Regions from separate parts of the Danio rerio genome. Here region 1 is linked to region 2. A link is a contact called in public Micro-C data. All regions are on one chromosome and are shown on one strand. The core of a region is the stretch at or near the end of the contact, and the rest is flanking DNA. Distances in the headings are between cores, read along the strand shown.

The links. Hi-C and Micro-C count contacts between places; a contact is called where the count stands out from the background.
Region 1: a Micro-C map of caudal fin shows a contact between it and region 2, with 5 times the contacts expected there. The contact joins the promoter of rps18 here to the promoter of fkbp10a in region 2. A contact is called at or near these places in 2 of 18 Hi-C or Micro-C datasets (caudal fin and hematopoietic stem cells).

What each region holds. Positions count from the first base shown.
Region 1 is chr19:20,877,748-20,880,447 of GRCz12tu, forward strand. rps18 (ribosomal protein S18) reads right to left here and starts at 1,436. Exons shown (of 6, transcript NM_001423550.1): 1 at 1,416-1,436; 2 at 857-955; 3 at 686-772; 4 at 368-469. The coding sequence starts at 1,418. vps52 (VPS52 subunit of GARP complex) reads left to right here and starts at 1,729. Exons shown (of 20, transcript XR_012394997.1): 1 at 1,729-1,846.
Region 2 is chr19:20,744,167-20,746,915 of GRCz12tu, forward strand. It overlaps fkbp10a (FKBP prolyl isomerase 10a), which reads left to right and starts at 1,361. Exons shown (of 13, transcript XR_012395001.1): 1 at 1,361-1,575. It also overlaps a transcript of p3h4 not described here.

The DNA.
Region 1 (2,700 bases), core at 186-2,685, 130 kb after region 2:
GCAAAGTCTAAAAGATGCAAGACTGAACTTTCTGTAGGCTACTTAATATTAAGCAAAAAGTTTCAGTCAGATTCCAGGTGAATGTCTACAGCCACGTCTTCGTTTTACACCCATCCACACTGACAGGGAGCAGCAGCATTTTAAAAAGAAAAACGGCCTCTTCAGGGCTCAAAAACTCTGGGATAATGTAAATGAAAGGCGTAATCGTAGCAAAACTTGCACGTTAAAACAGAAACATACTCAACTTAAGCTGTGGGTCATGTTATAGGTATTGTACTGAACTTCTGCTTTTAAAGCACATAACATCCAAGAAAAACAGTGCTAGACATGCTTGATAAACTTTTAAAATGGTAATAGACAATCATACCTGGCTGTATTTCCCATCTTTTATGTCCTTCTGTCTGTTCAGGAACCAGTCTGGGATTTTGTACTGGCGAGGGTTCTGCATAATAGTCACCACCCTCTCAACCTATTCAATAAAACCATAATCATTAAACATTTTAGACCTTTAAAAATTCCTTAAAGAATAATAAAATTTTTCACTTATTTTTCCACTTGCGTTTATCAAAAAATCTTTCTGGGTGGAATATAAACTGCTTTAGAACTTAATAAAATTGTGTCATCTGACATGAAATCTGTGTTGTAAGAAACAGTTCAATGTCCATTTAAACATTTACAAACCCACCTCATCCTCAGTGAGTTCTCCAGCCCTCTTATTTAAATCAATATCAGCTTTCCTCAGAACCACATGGGCATATCGCCTTCCAACACCCTATTAACGGAAGTAGATTACAATATTAAAAGCTTAAATCATATTAACATACAGAACAAAATTGATCTAGTTAAAATAGTTCACCTTAATAGCGGTGATGGCAAATGCGATTTTACGTCTTCCATCAATGTTCGTGTTGAGGACACGAAGGATGTGCTGAAACTTCTCTGGGATGACGAGGGACTGAAAATAAAAATAACAAAGTCAGCATGCATGACACCACAAGGTAATAGTATACAGAACAACTAGCTCCTTTATCCTCTTCTAATGAATTTTGGGCAAGCATTTCAGCACATTATTGTAACGGCTCCATACTGACCTTATGCAATTACATAGTACGCTTTAAATATTTAGGGGAAAAATTCATACATAAATTTGTGTCACAATACAGATGCTTAATTTTTAGCATGATCCTTAAAAACACTAGTATGGTGTCTTTTTGAAGCGGCGCGGTCAACAGGGTAGGAGATATCGGTAACTCTTTAAAACGTTAAATCCTACTTAATAGCTGAAATATTCATTAAAAATAGTTAAACGTGTATAAAGGACATACAATATTTTATCGGTACAACTGTACACAGATAAATAAGACCGATGATGCGTGATTTCAACTTAAGCTTTGAGAGTACCATTTCGCACTCACCATCTTGATCGCTGGTTCCGCGCAAAAAGGAAGTTGTCATGGTCTCGCGATATTTTCACCACTTGACACGCAAACTTTAGGGTGGTTCCGCCCTATTTTTTACGGTCTATGGTTCCGTCACCAAGTACATTTCTGATAGCCTGTTATCTAAACTAATATATAAAACCTATGAGGTTTAAAACGTATTATATTACTTATAAGATATTTAATATTGTTTTGTTTTAAATAACATTTCTTAAGATTTTCAAACGTAACACTGCATTTTCGCGGATTTAATAGTTTGGTAACAGGGACTAAAATCCTAAACGGACGTGTAGTTTTTATGTACTACAGACGGCATGGCGGAGGCGCTGATCGGTGGAGCTGTTCATATAAACACATCCGCTGATTCTGTGACCGGTGCGATGGCCTGTATAACGTTACACGATGAGGTAATCATCTTTTTTTTTTACATGAAACATCAGCTTTGGCTGTGATCATATTCCACATTTTTGACGTTACACCAGTAAATGCTAACAGCCCCAGAGCTGGATATAATAGAGATGTGTAGTTTGTTATTAAATATCATATAGTTTTAATGTAGTTCGTACAAAGGTTGGTTTAGTAATCGCGATTGCAATGGAGCTATGCAGGTTATTGCTTTATTCAAAATCTGAATATCCCACAAATTTTTGTGTGGCACCATAAGATCACGTGACCAATGTCTGCATTGAAAAAAAACTCACACATGATATTAAGGTACGAATTCAGAAAACACCGATTCTGAGAAGTCATCATGACACAATATGAAAGTATGATTTATCATTTGATGACGTCAATGGTAAAAACATACATATTTTACAAACGAACTTTTTAATGCAAATCATGATTTATAAAAAATAATTAAAAAACGCAGTTGCCCGTTTTTGCAAATGAACATACAATTGATTTGTTGATGATTTTTTTTTGTTATTGTTTTGTACTCTTATTTACCTGTAGGCTACGATGTACCTATCATGTAAATATGATTTTGATCACCAGTACAAATATTTTTGCAGTGCCATGGCACTCAGTGTTAAATATAACAGTTTAATATTACCAACAAAGCTCTTATACTGATATGTATGTTGCTTATGCAGCTGTGTTTCTTGCAGGATTTGGTAACACATTATATACATACTATATATATATATATATATATATATATATATATATATATATATATATATATATATATATATATATATATATATATAGTAACGGAATATATATATATATATGTATATATATATATATGTGTGTGTGT
Region 2 (2,749 bases), core at 111-2,610:
TATTCTGTGATAATTTACTATTTTTCAATTTCAAGTCGTTTTCAATTTCTTGTCCTATTGTTACACATGGGTAAATATGTCCTGTTATATCATGGCCTGTTTATATATATATATATATATATATATATATATATATATATATATATATATATATATATATATATATATATATATATGTGTATATATATATATATATATATATATATATATATATATATATATATATATATATATATATATATATATATATATATATATATATATAATGGTCCTGCTAAAAAGAACTTGAGAGTACAATACGGCATTCAAAAATATATTATTTGCAATGCTTGTAGTGGATTAAACGGAGACTTGCATTGCAATGACAGAATACTTGGGTAATTCTTCAATTTTGGGCGCTTTAATGTCCTTTAATCATATATCCAAAAATATTTATAATTTTGTTCAAATTCCTCTTTCTTTGTCAAACTAAAAATAAAACCTACTTAAAAAAATTGACTACCTTTCTATTATATTTTTTTCATATTATTTAACCTCCTTTTAGGTGTCAAAATCACTGTTTTTACCTTTTCGTACACCAAGAGTTTTAAACTTCAAAAATGAAAATAACTTTTTAAAATATTATTTATCTAGTATTAATGTATCCTAATTTAGCACTAGTGAAATAAGTTAAATATTTTATAGTTATTAATGTGAGACTTATATCAATATAAACTGTTGAAATGTCTTTTCCACCACTCTCATTTGCATCACCACACACTTTTTTGAAAAATATTTAAAAAGATTCCATCACACATTAAAAGTGTATATACAATGTATTAGTTCATGCTCTATTTAAATTACAAATTCAGTTTATTTTCTAATAAGCTCTTAACCAAAGTAATATAAAATTTTAGAGTATGACAGGCGTACAATTTAGCATACAACTAATTTATTTCATTGACAAATATAATTATTATAGTGGAACCGTTGGTTAAACTAGATACAAAAATTATCTTAGACAACGTTTGACTGCCATAATTTATTTAATTTTGAAATGAGCTGTGTATTGAGATGCGGTTGACATTTGTTCAGTTCACGATGGAAAAAATGTTTTCTTCTTATCTAAGTTTGTCCTTTTACAGATCCTAAAACTAGACAAATTGTTTAAACGTATGAGGCTATGTTACGTTAATTTTTAACAAGTTTTCTTTTTTTACTTCACAAGGCTAAAAGTGCCCGTAGTTGAAGAATTGCCTACTATTGTATTTTTAAAACCATTTATCAAAACGTGGCTATGATATTAGATGGAGTTTAGGACCGCGCGGTTGGTTTTTGTGTTCTTTGATTTTTAAACCACAGCATAGGCTACGTGTTCATCATCTTACATCTTGTTCAAAACCTCTGTGCTATGGCACTTACTCCAGCCCTAACAGTTCTCTTCGTTGTCATATATGCTGTATGTTGTCAGTTAGAAGATGTAATTATTGATCGCTACTTTATACCAGCGTTCTGTCCAAGAGAGGTTCAGATCGGAGACTATGTTCGGTATGACTATAACGGAACATTTAAGGACGGGCGGAAGTTCGATTCTAGGTGAGTAAATTATAATTACATTTTAACCAACATCTCAACAAATCATCAAGGCTTTTCAGGCTTCAAAGATATTTGATGGCTTTTTGAAGACGATTAAAACTGTGCGTATCAACATCTGGGCAACGTCAGAACCTAATTAAATTATTGGTGTTTAAATAAGCTTTATCAAAACTCGACCACAAATTAATGGCCCCTGAAGTCAGCTTTTGGAGGACCAGGAACCCCAATTAAAATAAATTGGAGAATCAAATTATTAATTTAATAGAAATGTATAGAAATAGTTTAAATTTGTACAAGTAAACAGACATATATGAATAAATCTATTTGATTAGTGTTTTTAAACTAATAACAAAATTCAGTAAAACAATGCATTTATTTTTAATGTTTAAAAACAGTAAGTATAACTCTATTATTTTTTTGTTTTAAAACATCAATAATCAAATAATAAAAAGTACAAAACAAAACATTGATCAGCATTCATCAACACATTATATTTATATTTAAACTTTTTCTATTTTCAATTTTAAACTATTTTCCATTTACAATGTAAATGAATAAAACAATATCTAAATAAATTCTTACAAAAATGTATTTATACGTTTTTATGTACAGCTAAAAATTTAAAATAGCTGTAGATTTAAAGTTTATTTAATTTATGTTTTAAAAAAGCTGATTTATAAAAATGTATTTTAATTAATTATTTTAAATGCACATTTTAAATATTTTTTTTAAAGGGAACTTTTTCCAATCTGTTTGCCAATTGCTATTCTTTTATCTTTTTGTCAATTGAGTAAAAAAATGCCATTGGTCAGTATACAAATAGGAGCAATCAATCACATTTCGCCTCAAATACTCTCTCACAAGTAAATATAATGCTCAATGTCAGTGGACATTGAGGAAAAACTATTGGTTATTACAGCATCAAAGCAGCTGGGTTTGTTTTAAAATTGCTAATTGCTTCAAGCAATGCAAGTGTATAGGGAATATTAATTTGTTGAAAGATTAATTGTGAATCATTTTTTACCTTGCTAGGTAGAGGGCAATGGCATCAGCAACTCGTAGCGGCACTTCTGGTGACCAATGGCCAGTTCCAAAATTCGGTGTACAATTTTTACTTTTAAAAACTCCCAGAGTAGCAGGCAGGCATAATCAAAGAAACATACATGGGTCTCAC